2 separate regions of the Mus musculus genome follow, and region 2 is linked to region 1. The links are chromatin contacts, called in public Hi-C maps. All regions are on one chromosome and are shown on one strand. Each heading gives the region's core, a stretch centred on a gene start, on an enhancer-like site or on the middle of the called end of the contact. The rest is flanking DNA. Distances are from core to core; before and after follow the strand shown. Region 1 overlaps Cdkal1 (CDK5 regulatory subunit associated protein 1-like 1). Region 2 overlaps Cdkal1 (CDK5 regulatory subunit associated protein 1-like 1).

Region 1 (7,954 bases), core at 1,756-4,255:
TCAGGGGTGGCTAGGCTTTTTGACCTATCTTCTCTTCAAGTACTATGTCAAAAAAATAGAGTTATTTTTGTTTTATATATTAAACACACATTTTCTTTTATCTCTGGCCTTTATGACAAAGGGGTCTTTACTCGATAACCAGAGGACAATTTAATAGACAGCGCAGTCTGCTCCATTGTCTTGTTTTTATGTCAATTCAGAAATCAGTCGATGCTTTTTCATGTTGTAGATCAGGGTTCCTACACAGAGGTCCAATAGATGTAAATTCTGAGGCTGACCTTTGCCAGGCAGAACTGCAGCTACCAGAAGAAAGGGCTCAGGCATGTGTGTGTGTAGTGAGGGTGAGGGAGAGGGAAGGAAGTTAGAAAAAGTACAAAAGAGAACAGACTGCTAAGCTTTCCCCTGTGCCATTCAAACCCACCAAGAACGAGTCCCATGCGGCTCATGAAAGCTCACTGCTAAGAGCACTAGCTGTTAGGTGCTGGCACTGAAGCCTACAGGGATGTGCCTAGGTCTCTGGTTCCCAAGGCTTAGGATTATAAGCCTTGGAATCTGGAAGCTCAGTTCTTAAGTCTGAGTTGCTCCTTACCCATCTGTGATTTCTATTTGGAGCAGAAGAATGCAGAGAGCCATTTGTAATGAAGCCATTAATAGTAGAGAGACGCTAGGTGTTCCACAGCCTATTCAACCTAGCATCTTCCCAGTTTGTTACATGCAGGCCCATTATCCCTTACTATACCAAAATGCCTGAAGATGGTGAATTTTAATCATAGTTTTTGGGTGATTGAGGGCATGAGACTGAGGGCTGCACCACACAGCGACAGGAAGACAGGTTGGAAGCGGCAAGGCGAGGACCTCCCACTAGGTCACACCTCTTCCTGTATTGCTGAGATTGAGCCCAGGGACTCACGCATGCTCAGAAAGCACTTTACTTTTGAGCCTAGTCTATTGGGCTATCTTTCAATGGTTCGACCACTTCCGCACCACTAAACTAAACGCCAAGTCCCCAGTACAGGGATTCTTATAGGGCATGTTCAAACTGCCACTACACCACAGCTGTGTCTAAGCCACACTTCAGGTTGAAGAGGCTGCTTTAGCACAGACTAGTTTGTATATACTATTTGCTTTCAGGGACTACTTACCTTAACACTCCCAAAACGTGTGTTCATTATTTTCTGATTGTGTGTGTCTGTGTGTCGCTGTTTAAAATCTCTTGATATTATCACTTAAGTGTTATATGACCTCTTTTCCAGCATTGGCTGTTCATCAGACATAAGAATTACATGCTACTCAGTGTAGCTATCATTTTGTTGATGATTTCTGTGGCTGTGCAGACCATATTGTTCAGTACTGCCCGCCCTATTTCTTTTCAGTTTTGAAGCCCAAGTTTCCATGCGAAATTAAAAAAAAAAAAGAAAAGAAATGCCAAGATTTTATGAGGACGCCTCTGGCCTCTGCTTCATCTGGATCTTGGAGCCTTACCACCACCTCACTCTTTGCAGGTACTTGGGGTTAGGCAAGCTATGGATTCAGTCAGATCCCTTTTCATGTGGGAACCTAGCTTTCTCACAGTTACTTATTATTCAGATTACCCTTTTCCCATTTTGTCCTCTGGTGCCAAGGTTGAAAAGGAGTTCACCATATGCTTGGAATTATCTTTCAACTCTCTTCTGTCTGATTCTTCTAGGAATCTGCTTTTAAGCCAACATGACAATGTTGCTATTAATAAAACTTCATAATACAATTTTAAAACAGACTATGTGGTGCCTCTCTCTTTCTCAGAATTGCTTTGGCTATTCAGGGTCTTCGTGATTCCACATAAATTATTTAATGAGTTTTTCCATTTTTGTAAAGAATACCATGAGGGGTTTAACAAGGGTTGTGCTGAATTTGTGTCTGATAGTTTTCAATCTTTGGAGAATATTGTCATTTTAATAATATTAATTATTTTGGCTCATGAACTTTGGATTCTTATATCTTCTTCAGTTTCTTCTATTGAAGTTTTAAGTAGGTTTGTTCTACCAACATCTTTCACTTCATTGTCTAACTTTATTCTTGACTATCTCTGATATTGTTATAAAAAGAGACTTTTCCTGATTTTTTTGTTTCCAGCTTGGTCAGTATTTTCATATGGCACTGCGGTGGGTTAGCAGCTTGAGTGTATTCACTTTGTGGATTTATAACTGCATTTCACACAGAGGGCACATCATCTTTAAACAAAAACTTTCTTTCTGTCTTATGTCTTTACTTTTCTTGTCTGATCATTCATTAGCATTTTCAGTGACATAGAAAATGACAGAAGTAGCCATCTTTGTCATGCAGCAGATATTGAGGGAAAGGCTTAGTTTTTTTTTCTGTTACAAGACTTGCCCTCCCCCCCCACCCTTTGGTGGGTTTTGTTGTTGTTTTTTTTTTTATAAGTAGCCTTCATTATATTGAGGATTCTATTTGAACTCATAAATTGCTGGTAGTTCGAAGTAGCTCTTGTTAATCAAGAAGAATCCATGAACTTGTCCGATGCCTTTTGTCATTGAGATGATCACAATTCTTCCTGTATTTTTTTCCACTGCTGCTTGCATCACAATCATTAAATTACAACTATTAATCCAGCTTTGCATGGCCGGGACCAGTTCCACCAGGTCACGATGTCCAATCTTTGTAATATGCTTTGACTTTGACTTGGCAATATTTAACTGAAGATTTTCAGAACAATGCTAACAGACCGTGGTTTTCTTTTCGTGATTTAGACGGCAATATAATGTTAGATTTGTGAAATACATTTTTTTTTTTTTTTGGATGGAGTTGGAGCTGGATATGGTGTCCTAGACCTGGGACATGCTGGGCAAGCACACTATAACCCCAGCCCTTCCCTTTTCATCTCGGGAAGAAGATTCTTTTAAAGCTCTCTGGTTGGTTTTATTTGATCTTTCTGCTCTTAAGGTCTGGCACACAGCTGTCTCCTTTAGCATACTGGAGGTCTGTTCACCTCTTATCTGTGCTAAGCCATATGCTTCCTTTCTCCTGTGTCCTCTTCCTTCACCCACTCTCTTATTTGATGATGCCCAGGCTGTCTTTAAAAGCTTTCTGATAAGTGCACAGAGTCATAGACTGGGAAGCATTTTTCTTAAGCATTGGTCATTGAATGTCTTTGGGTGCTGTCCAGAAGTCTGAGCCACTCTGATCCCTGAGCCTTTCAACATGAGCTGGTTCTTCTCCCTTACCATGGTTTAAGTCTGTAATAGATTCATGATTCAGGCCTGTGGTGGCCACTTTCAGTCATTGGAAGTACTTTTGAATTATTTCATTATTTTTATCTTCAGTCTGTTTAGAATGCCTGTTATTTGAATGTTGAATATTCTAACAATATTTTCTACCTAATTTCATTTTATTCTATTTTCTAGGTACATTTTCTCTACTTTGTCTCAACTCCATGGTATTTTCCTCTTTTGTTACCATGTTTGTATTTTCAAGAGTTCCCCATTATCTTCTAGAGTATTATTCAAATGGTGCCTGCATCTTGTGTCATGAGTTTAATATTGATGGTAGTTCCTAGCGTTGTTTCCTCCACTCAGAGTCCTGTTTGTTTTCTCTTCCTAACCACTCTGGGCTGTTGACACTAGTTTTTTGCTTCTTATCAGCTATTAACTTTTCTGAGATGTCTGACAGTCCACAAATGGTATTCATGCTCAAAAGTAAGGGACAGAAAACGGCGACTGGCACTTCCAAGACCACACTCGAGCTTGCTGTGAAGTTCTCTATGCAGGGATCTGCCTAGATGGCTTACCTCTAGAACGTCTATAGACAGTGTTTCTTAGTACTGGGCTGGCCAGCTTTCCCAAAGAGACACTTTTAAACTCTTCTCAGGAGGGCAAAGCCACGTTACTGACAGTGTTCTACTTGCTTAACAAAAATAGCAACTATGTTTAGATGCTGACTGGAATCTGCTTGCCCTCAACCATATCCAGTGTCCTTCCACCTATAGAATTTCTACTGTCACCTCATGGGAATACACAAGCCACCAGGTTTCGGCTGGGACAGGGGGAGGGATGGATGTTACCTAGAAGCCAGAGATGGAGGTAGGAGGAAAGAAGAATCTAACTCCTTTATAGTTTACAGTTTTTTTTTTATTACAGTGTTTTCTCTTACAGAAGTACCAGCTAATTCCCTAACCACGTGAATAATCTCCAGCATCTGTCTTCCAGCACTATTGACGAATTGGTTGCAAGACTCCCAAAGATACAAAGAAGTACAGATGCTCAAGTACATTATACAAAAGGTGGTGGCAATTGCATTGAGCCTATTTAGCCTACCCAGGTCCTTTGGTATACTTTAAAAGGAATCTTCTCTTGTTTACTTACAATACCCAATGCAATGTAAGTCCTTGGTAAGTAGTGGTCATATTGTGTTACTAAGGGAATGATGACAAGGGATAATGTTGGTTTGGAACATAGGCATTTTTCCCTAAACGGCCTTATCCATGGATGGCTGAACCTGTGGATGTGAAGCCCATGGTGAAGGGGTGCTGTTTATGAACTGGTACCTTAATCTCTCTTGGCCAGTCCACTCTGTGGTCAAGTGCTCATCCGCTTCCCAGCTATCACAGTACCCTTGACTCTAACTTATCTTCATGAGTTAATAATATATGCAATAAGCCTTACATGGCAGTTATGATAGATTTTATAAAAGAATAGAATCAGCTCTCTCTTTTTATTCACTGAAGAATCCTTAGGAGATGTTTTAAAGTCCTATAGTTCATATATGCACAGCAACCTCATGCATTTCTTTAAAAATATCCAGTATAAAACAAAATGAGAATCCAGCACTCCATGTCACAACCAGGAAAAACCCCAACAGCAGCCTGAGGAGACTTAGGATTGGGCTGAAAACCCTATTTTTTGTACACTTTCTTTTGCAGCCTACAGAAGAACCAAGCTCATGACCTACAGGGAACACTTTATACCAGTAAAAGGGCACCCTGACAGTGGCATGATATATTTCCATTCCTGGTTCCAGAACTAGCTGGATCTTACATGGGAACGTTCCTCCCATCTCTTTATATTAGTTTTCCCTAAAATAACAAGTTCAAAGCACCACAAAGTCACTTGAGAGGATACTTTTTGATTGCACAGATACCAGAGGTTGAGAGGAAGGGCAGAAAAGAAATTTAAGATGGAAGGGAAGTATTTCTGACTCGAGCAGCATGCAGCTGACACCAATTTCCACGCAGCAGAGTTAGTTGCAAGTCTCACTGAACATCAGGAGAAATGCTTCAGACATGACCTGTAAATTCTCCTCCAAGTGGAGATTTTTATCATCCATAAATCTACCCAGCTTCACTCAACCCACATACGTTTTTGATCTGCACAGTTTTGAGGAGGACGGTTCTCATGCATTATCCACTGCCAAGTAAACGAACAGGCACTTCAGTGAGGTAAACTCTGCCTTTTCTAACTTTAGCTTCCTTCTCTGTGCCTAAGTCTAAATTTGAGCTATTTTATTTTATTTTTAAAGATAGGCTCAGGCTTGAGAACTGTTAAAAATAATTCAGAAGTTTGGAATAGATTAAAAACTAAAGTGAAAAATGTCTTAAATTGCATGACTGTAGCCACTTAAGTAGCCAGAAAGCGGGAATGGGACATAAGTCATTGAGATATTTTGGTTTTTGCAGCCTCACCACTCTGTCTTCTGTGACATACTCAGGATTGACAGCTCTTATCCAAACACGGTAAAGGTGAGGCAGAGAATCCAGACAGTACTGCTAAGCAGGTGACCAACTTAAAGTCACTAACAGAGGGCAGGAGGACATGACAACCTCTGGATGTACTGCTCTGAGGGTGGCCCTTCACCATTACTCAGACAGGCTCATGCATATAAACACATCAGCATAAAGCATAGAAGCATAGAGGCTATAACCTTAGCCTAACGGTGAAGGGAACTCAGGCTCACACTGAGAAAGGAAAAGCTTAGGAAGGGCCCGGGTTGAGAGAGATGACAGGTTGTTACCATGTGTAACATACGACCAGGAGAGCACTGCTGCAGACACTGGTGAGATTTATGATGGAACCGGAGAATGAACTGTTGATTACGTAAAACGATCACAATGAATGCGAAAGTTCCCAAATTCTATTAAAACATAATTACCTGAGTGAGGTTCCCCACCTTAGAAAACGTCCACTAGTTACTACAGACTGGAGTTGTCTGTTCTCTATACAGATTGTTCAGGGAAAGAGTATGGCTGTGTCTCTTACTGTCCTCTCTTAGGAAGGAAGTGGAGGAGCAACAACATGTGGAAGATTCAGAAGAAAGATGCCTGTGTGCGCGCACATGCAAAAGTAGACATGTGAGGACATTCGTAGCAAGATGCTGAAAGAGCAAAACTGATGAATCTTGGGGGAGTGGCTGGAGTCCACACACCTAAGTCTATTCTGAACACCTACAAGTATTTTTGGTAGTTAAAAACTGGGCCAGTGAGGACACTTCAGCAGGGGACAGTGCTTGGGCTCTGTCTCTGGAGCCCATGTGGTGGATGGACAGAACACCACATGAGCTGCCATGGACCCTCAACTTTGTGCTCACACACATGGGCCTATGGACACACATACCCGTTCACACCAAATAAAACCACAAAGCGTTAAAAGAGAAGTTAAAAGCATTTCTAAAACCACGCATGAGATTGCCCTACCAGGACATAATTTAAAAGTCAGCATTTTCTTTTCTAAAATTTTTGTAAATTTCTGGAATGAATATTTTACTTGCTTTTTATAACAGCAAGGCACAAGGGGGCAGAGAGAATACTGTTGCGGTCCCAGCTTTCTACCTCACTGTGAGGCAAAGCAACTTGGTGACACTGAGCCCAGGGAACTGCTCTGCCAAGCAGAAACCTTAAACTCCTGCAAAGATGACAAGAGGCAGGACACAGCTGAAGCAGAGCCCATGGCTGTCTGTTACACACTGACACTCCCATCGTGTACACTTCCTCCTCAACCCTCGCGACTTGCTGTCATAGAGTGCACTGTTCTAGGGTGCACTGCCGTGAAGGGGAAAACTAAGGAGTCAGGACCCATATCCAAGGTGAGAAGATTTGGATGGAACAGAATCGCAAAAGATGCTTTTAGCCATTTGAATGTCTACCACTTGGTTTGATTCTCTTGTCTCCAATTATGAAATAAACACAATTCTAAGGAGCAAGAGTTAAAAATGAGCTTCATGCTACATTTCCAAATTGATTCTGTTGCCCTGAATGTACATTTAACATCAGCTCTAATTCTTGAAACTACACTTCTAATTCCCCTGAAATAATACAGAATTATTATTGAAGAATACTTATCATAGAGAAAGAAATTCAAGATCAAAACCATAGACAGCACCATAAGCTCCTTTTCCTTAGAAGTTAGTCCAGAGTCTCATCTCTTCTAAAGCCATTATTGAGGCAATAAAAATGAATTCAAATTGAATATTATAATTTTAATAAATCAGGTTCATAAAAGACACAGAAGAATTATATAGACCCTTGTAATTTTTCTGGAACTTATACAAAACAAGGCACATAATCAAACTGAAAAAAAAAAAAAACCAAACCAAAAACCCTAGGCTGAAATATAATAAAAATGACTTTTCAAAGGACAGGATTTATATTCTCTATATAAATCCAGTCAGTCTTTCTTAGTTATAACACCTTCCACCACAGTTCCTAACACAGAAAACACACATGTAATCACATATTTTATCACAGTCATGGTAATTAAAATTTCCTAAAAGCAGGATAAAAGTTAATGCCAAAATAAAAACAAAATTTGAAGAAATAAGTTGAACATAGTATGTAGGTTTTGTTTGTTTTGCATGGTTTTCTTTAAGATCACAAATCAAAGTGGCTAGATGTAAAATTAAATCAGTAGCTTTCCTTTATACAAATGATAAATGGGCTGAGAAGGAAAATAAGAAAACAATACCCTTC
Region 2 (7,954 bases), core at 3,511-6,010, 370 kb after region 1:
AACCACATTTCCCGGATCAAGAAGTAGGCTAGGTATGGGGGCAAACAGAGGCACACAGCATGATGAACACACACCACAGGCAGAAAACCACTGTCCAGATGCAAACACAGCTCCACCCATACTGTCTCTGTGACTTTGACCCAGTCCTTTCATGTGTAGAAAGTAGAATGAAAAAAGAAACATTTCCCAGTTCTCAGGGTTTTGAGAATTGACATATGGAAATCAGAGATGTCACTGGATAAGCTGTTTGGCAAATGCTAGCCAGCAAAGCAAGCAGTACAGATGTATGACTCCTTCAACGTGAAGCTGTCAATGGAGAGGGCGCTCAGTACCCAAGAACACTTGCTGCTCTCTCAGAGGACCTTAGTTGGCTCCCAACACCCATAGCAGACAGCTCACTACCACCTGTAACTCCAACTACAAGGGATCCAACACCCTCTTCATCCTTACAGCCTCAGAGCAGAATCTAGCCTGAGTCTTCCTTCCCCAGGGCACTTCTGGCTTAGGACTTAGGCTCATCAATACCCCGTGCTGAGTTCACAGGGAAACAAGGGGACTCAGAATGAGATACAGGAGTCCTCTTGGCAAACACTAAGACCATCACTGTGTGTCAAGACTTTGACCAGACTGGTCTGCCTGGGGGACTGAGTGCACACTGGCTTTGCAAGCACAATACAGTGACACCTGTGAGCACTGTTTGGCGCTAATATCCAAGAATGTAAGCTGATACTAATTCAAACAACAACTCTGGCTACTTCTAATCATCAACCTGACACAATCTACACTCACTGGGGAAGACTCTCCATGAGAAACTGTTAGATTATGTTGGCACCTGTGGGCAGGGCGATGAGGGATTTTTCTAAGTAGGTTAACCTAGGATGGAAAGACACACCATGAAGGTTAACACCTGCATGTATACACTTATTCTCTCTCCTTTCTAAACTGGAAATATGTCTATGACAAAATATTTTCTAGAATATGGAAATGTTTCCCACCTTGTTTGGAGCAATACTAACATGGGCCCAGAAAATGGAACAACTTGTTAATTATACATTTAAAGTTTTAAGAGGTCCAATAGCAGCAGTCAGGAAGCTGAGGCAGGAGAGAGAACTATAACTACATAATATATTACAGGACAGTGTGGGATATACAGCAAGACTTTGTCTAAAATATCAATAAATATCAAAAATTTTGAGTGGGCTAATGAGCTAGATGGCTCAGGGTAAAATGCTTACTATAAAGCCTGATGACTGAAGTCCAATCTCTGGGACCCACATGGTAGGAGGAAAGAACTGACTCCTAACAGTTGTCCTCTGACCTCCACACACACCTGTCATCTATATGCATGCAAACACATTTGCTCACACATACAATATAAATAATGCAAAGAAAAATTTGAAATGTGTCCCTTTTGTGGGATATAATTTTACCTAAACTTTCAAACCCTGAACAGCAAAGGCAATGAGATACAGCTTCTCTACTAGAATCCTGCAGAGCAGAAACAGTAAACAGCAACCTGGGGAGCACGTAAGAACAAACGAGAAGTGCTGAGTCAAAGACTTAGGATTGGGGGTCCAAGAAGGGCAAATATTTGCATCGTCCATATTCTATCTACAGCTAACGAAGAAACGTCTCCCCTCCATCTCCGCAGCATCCCAGCATCCCAGCATCCCAGCGGTCAGCCAGGAGCAGCAGCTCCCTCTTCCCCTCATCTGCTCTAGTCTGCAGTGCTGCTTAGACCACGAGACTAATGCAGTCAACAGAAAGAAAGACTGAATAGCCAATCCAAACAGCAATGATTTTATTAAACAGCCCAGCAGCTGTGTGAGCAGAAGTTTGTAAATGCACCTGTTCTACAGGACTTTAGGTTTAATTCAGTTTGCTCAAATCAGAGTAGCAAGACCCTCTAACTATGGGCCAGACAAGGAAACAGATTTGCTAAACAGAACCCCATGCTAGGAGGGCGTTTGCTAGAAGAGAATTGCACCTACTCGTTCATTCACTCCTTCACACAACAGCACCTATCCCACTGCGGCTATTATGAGCAGAGCTGAGAACACAAAGCCCAAGTTCAGCCTGGTGGAGGTGACAGACAACTGAACAGATGGTTGTAACACACTACTACACACTGGCAGGTTCAATAGCACACAGAGGCCTGGGGTAGCGCTGTGCCACAGCGAGCAGGGAAGAGTCCCTTTGAAGGCTGGAGCTTGTCGACAAGACAGAGAGAATGAAAACTGTACTTCGTGCACAGCCACACTCGGACATGGCGGGGGGGGGGGGTGAGAGGTTGGCACATAGGAATGTTTTCTTTCTAAAGCTGGGTAGACTGTATATACTCTGCATCTTGTTTTTTAATGCTTTTCTCTAGAAAATACTTCATAATAAAACCTTAATGTGACAGTGTCTATAGACTTTGAAAGCTCTCTCCACCCCCACCCCACCCCCTCCCCCACACACACAGCTTCTTTCCCGTACAGACAGCTTAAGTCTAGTTAGTTCATCACAGCTGAAGAGTAATGCAGAGCAGAGACGCAGGAGGAGCATCTCAGAACACACACGTGGGGTCTGAACAGCTTGAAAAGATCCCACCACAGCACTCGAGAACACTCACTCATACTTCCAATCCCGGCACTCAGGAAGCTGAGGCAGGAGGACTGCTGCAAACAAAGGGCCAAACGAGGCTACACAGCATACAACAGGCCCGCTGAAGCTACACATCAGGACCTTGTCTCAATAACATCAACGAAGCAAACGGTTACAAAGTGGCTACGGAGAACTTATTCTGACTTCATTTTATACACAAAACAAGAAAAAATGTAATCTGCCTTATGTTCCATAGGAAACGTCTGCTAGAAACAGCTGCTTCAGGCCTGCTGGCCATTACTCTCTAAGGGAACTCACTGGACGTTTGCTCCTCAATGCTGGATGCTTGCTTACACAGCAAAAATCAAGCTCCTGCCTCCAGCATGGCTTGAGCCACAGTGGAAGCAGTCAGGTGAGCAGAGCCCAGGAATGGCTCTGAGTGCATAAGCTGCCAGGGCTGGGCACTCCCTAAAAACTCAAGGGTGGAAAGAAAGGCTATGGTAGAACTAAGACAATCCTGAAATAGTCTAAATACTTCAAGTTAATAAAATTACAACTGAGCCGGACAAGGTGGGACAGGCCTGCAAGTCCAGCACTCACGAAACTGAAGAAAGGTTTGGTGTTGGAGGACTCTGAGCTACACAATAAAACCCTGGCCAAAAACAAACAAACAAAAAAAAAAGCCACTCACCATAAAATCTCATAAACTCATGAAAATGTTCTGAGCTGATTTCAGCTGGGCTCATTACTATCTCAGGACCCTCGCAGCGACTGCGGCGGTGCCAGTCCTCCGTCTGCCTCCATAAGATACTGAATGTCATCACCTCTGACCTTTAGTCATTCTGCAACACACACCCTTACCCTGTACTGTGTAGTGTGTGATTTCAGAGCTAATATTAGTCATTAAAATCGGAACAGAAGAACCTGCATCTGCCAATGGCCAGCTACCAGAAGGAATTGGGACTACTTAGCAAACTGCCACCGATGACACTGACATCACTTAGGAATTCATCACACCCAATGAATTTGGATATTTTGGAAATACAAAAAACGAAAAACAAACCAAAGCATGATTTTAGGTGGTAGGATGCAGCTTAGGGATAAAGTACATGCCTCTCGCACCCAGTGACATGGGTTCAATCCCCACCACCTCAAGGACAAAGGACTGTGCTATACTTCATAATGCCTGACCACCAGTGAGCAACCACAGGCTGCTCGCCCAGCCCATAAACACAAACTCACAGCACACCACTAACACCACCAGATAAAAAAATGGGACAAAATGCCTGAGAAGGTTCTGGGCTCATTTCAAAGTGCAAAGTGTCACTATTCCATCAACAAAATTCTATTACCTTAACACAAAATGACTACCCAGACCAGAGCAGCAAAGCATCAGTGGGCGTCTCAGAGCCATGGCGGGACATGTTTGCACTGTAACACTGCACTATTCTCAGAGATAATGATATTAGAAATCAATGTTTGCTCTACTGCAGAAGCTCAATGTAAAATATGTCCCTTATACAGACATCTACAGCTCCCTCCCCCTCCCCCTCCCCCTCCTACTCCCCCACCTCCTCCTTCCCCCCCTTTTTTGTACTTTAGTTTAAAGGTAAGGGGCAAGATAGACTTGTGATGTTTTGATAGAGCTTGTTGCCATGGAAATGACTGGCTTGCTCCTCATGAAGCACCATGACCTCATTGCAAATGAAAAAGGGAAAGGATGATTTCTGAGGATTCAACTGAGAGAAAAAGTAATGGCTAGGAGAGAAAAAAAAATCCAAAACCCAAGAAGACAATCTGGAAAATATCACAATGTCAAGAGCTATGCTCAAGTGTACTTAGAGAACTTCTAAAAGCTTCAGCCTCCAGAGCAGTAATACTCTAATAAAAAGAAAGACAATATTAACTTCACGAGAAGATAAACCACACAGTCTAGGCCTTGTGCTTTCTGAATAAATACATCCTAGCCTCCATCCTGGCAGACTATGAGCCTCTGACTTTCTGTGGCTATGTTATAAAATTAAAACAGCCTCACACTTTTCCCCACTCCTAAAGCAAGCTTTCCCTTTTTTTTTTTTTTCTTTTTCTTTTTTGTGGTGCCCTGTTTATACAGCTTATCCCTTATCACACTGACGAGACTGGGAACCACAGCAGATGGTCCCCCAGACAGAATTCTAACAGGTTTTTTGTGCAAACAAAAGATAAAGAAGGCTACAGCAATGATTTACTGATATCTAAAGTTGAAAACTGACAAAATACAAACTGCTTTTGCCTTGCTGTTTGAACTGTTTATCCTTTAAGCTACTAACTAAGATAGATGTGGCCAAAATTAAATATAACTTCAAAAAAAAATACAATTTTACCAGGCACTGAGTTTTGCTTCTGTGGTAGCAAAGTGTTCAAAATGACACTTTTAAAAACCATTACCTTCCTTCCCCCCCGCCCCCGCCCTTTACCAGCTAAAAGAGAAATATTTGCAAATTTCTATCTTATAAAATCTGTTTAGTTGTTATATTATAAAATAAGCCACTCATCTGGATTTTTCTTAAATAAAATGTTCTTGAATTGAAATTCCCAAACTGCTTTTCCCAGAAGAGCTCACTACAGGATGAACTACTTGAGCCAAATCTGGAATCTTGGTTGAAAAGCTAGTGTCTATTCTACTCTAAAATAATCTACCAACTGAACACAACACAACACCAAGTGGCAAATGTCCCCAAAATTGCTTATCCTTCAAAACTAAAGCCTGTTTACAGATCATAAAACAGCAGCTCCCTCAAGACAATGTAACAGCAAAGAGTATTATGTATGGAACACCTGAAAACCCAGCAAGGACCCCAAATAATAACCTATAACAAAACTGACGAGCATCTGAAATAAACCACCCAGACATCAAGAAAAAATATACCAGACAGACCCACAGGGCTCTTTTAATGTAGGTCATGACTGTCAGACCATAGCAGAAACATGGCACCCCTTCATCAACATTAACCCTGATTCTATGTGATCATGCACATATTTTGCTCTGAGTAACCAGTCCTCTGATGTCAGTGCTTAAGGCTGCATGTGGTGAGAATCATCATCAGCTACAAGCCACTTTACACTAAAGATGTCTGCCCTGTCACGTCTCTATGAAGGAAGGCATAGGGATAGCTTCTATCAAAGTGGTTCAACTTCTGAGGACTCCATATTACCTCAACTAGAATTACTTCTTACTGTCTAGGGGCAAATATGATTGCCATTTTCCCTGGAAAGATTATCAAAGCACATTAGAATCAGATTGGTAATAACAGAGCCAATAAAAGCATCATGCCCACTTTTCGTTGGAAATTATTCACCAAGTCTCTGACTAGGAAAAAAGGTGGTGTTCAATGCTGATCCTCCAATTAATCTAAGCTAGTACGATGTTCTATAAAACCCTACATGTGGGCAAAACTCTCCATGCAGCTCAACAAGAACGAGTACTCATCAAAGATAATTTACCCACATATAGCTTACTAATTCAATAGTAAAAGCACAATATCACCAAGTCAGGGTTACAAATGTGAATTGGTTTCAGCCAGCTTGTCACACTGCCTTCTACAGCCACAAAGCAAATGTTTGATTGTGCTGGGCAGCTATTACACATACGAACTGAAAGCAGGAGCTAGTGGGAGACTATGCTCCAATCAGTGCAAATCCATTACTACTGCAAGAGCAGTGGGTCAGAGGTCACCTCTATGGGGCATACAGCATTCTGCAGAAACAATAGGTGTTCTCTGCACAGTGTTTTCAAATCCAATCTAAACCAGTATACCATGGGTAAGGCACATATTTTCCTGATGTTAGATACCCAATACTCATAAAAGAATAGGTATTTTCAGTATTATTTGATATTCTGTATCCTAAATGAAATAGTGAATTTATTTCTGAACACAAATCCTGTAAAATATAATCAAACCTAATTTTGTTTTCAGAGCAAAACTATGGCATTCATAACTCTAAGATAATGTCCAAGTCATCATATTGATGTAAATTAAAATATTTACATTTAAATATAGCATATTTTACATGCTATATTTATATGCTACATTACAACATAGCATATTTTCTTTGAATATATACTAGGTTCACTTCTATCCACTACCATTTTGTAGCATGAAAAACTTTCTAGCTGAAATATGTTTACTAATAATATAACATTAGATTTTTCTATTGAAATTAAAATTCAAAGATGTTATCACAAAATTCTCATTATGGCCATTGCATATATGTGTGTGTGTACATATATATATATATACGTAAACATATACACATATACATATCTACATATATATTTTTCTACATATATCCTTTTTTTAATTGGCTATTAACCTACCAAAATATATCACTTCTTGGCCTTGTGGCTAAAATCAAATGTAGTATCTGTTCTATATACATATATCTTCATTCATAAATATCAACCATAGAACTGAAAAGTATAATGATAACACTGAAATGCGTAATGGAAATTTCCAACATTTGAGCTAACACACTTAAAAGGAAAACAGGCCAACAGGAAATGTGCAACAATGTGTTATGCAATGTGGTCCTTAGGATCCCAAACTTACGGACTGTCATCATATTAGGAGGAGGCTCTGGCTACTAGCTAATTTAATACTTAAATGTTAATATAATTTCCCTATTACTACATCTGTCATGGGTGGTTTTTAACCAATAAAATCAAAAACAAAACGGTATGCACGGAAGGAAAGTCCTCTCAGCCCAGACTTACACCTGCTCCAGAGCTCACTGCATTGGCTTTGTCAACAAAGACTGTGATATGAGCAGAAATAAAAGTATGGAACTACCATAACACAACTGAAATGTGACTGTCCTACAGAGCATGTGTATACGTTTTTAAAATATTAACTTTACCTAAAATAAATAAATCTAAAAACAAGGAAATTACTTTTGTTACCAATGCAAAACATGTGACTCGCAACAGCAGGAGAATGAACCTCATTACAAATGCAGCAGTACAGGCCCATGTGTATGATAAATAAAGTATTAGAAAGCACTCAACATTTCTATGTAAACTGCGTCTGAAGGATTATTATGGAACGCACACACTGGCTGAACTTAGAGTGTTCAGGTTTTAAACATTAATTTACTTTGACTATGTGCATGTCAGAATGAAAGATTGCTGTCTGGATTCAGACATGCCATATTAATATTGAACACAGGCATTCACTTCAGGTCAGTAGTCACTCCGAGTCGGCTTCAGCAGGTGGTAAGAGTAATGCACTCATTAAAATGGATGTGGTACAAGGTTATCTCCCCCAAACAGCTCTCAAATAGAGGTAGCCTTGAAACTCGAGCATTAGATATGCTAGAACCAACCTCTAAT

What was found. A called contact is a pair of places that touch in the nucleus more often than the background predicts.
Region 2: a contact with region 1 is called in a Hi-C map of the HPC-7 cell line, with 2.8 times the contacts expected there. The contact joins two enhancer-like sites. A contact is called at or near these places in 3 of 484 Hi-C or Micro-C datasets (the HPC-7 cell line, regulatory T cells and uterus) and 1 of 115 datasets of contacts at active chromatin or transcription factors (astrocytes).

The regions. Positions count from the first base shown.
Region 1 is chr13:29,455,551-29,463,504 of GRCm38.p6, forward strand. The region is part of intron 12 of Cdkal1 (CDK5 regulatory subunit associated protein 1-like 1); the gene reads right to left. Among named protein-coding and RNA genes, the nearest start is that of Cdkal1, 400 kb to the right of the region's middle. Within about 2 kb of position 3,006, at least 10 of the 459 cell types and tissues checked have an H3K27ac peak or open chromatin away from gene starts, as enhancers often do. A contact at or near this core is called in the HPC-7 cell line, where this site is marked.
Region 2 is chr13:29,821,976-29,829,929 of GRCm38.p6, forward strand. All of the region lies in intron 4 of Cdkal1 (CDK5 regulatory subunit associated protein 1-like 1), which reads right to left. It also overlaps the pseudogene Gm52084. Among named protein-coding and RNA genes, the nearest start is that of Cdkal1, 30 kb to the right of the region's middle. Within about 2 kb of position 4,761, at least 11 of the 459 cell types and tissues checked have an H3K27ac peak or open chromatin away from gene starts, as enhancers often do. A contact at or near this core is called in the HPC-7 cell line, where this site is marked.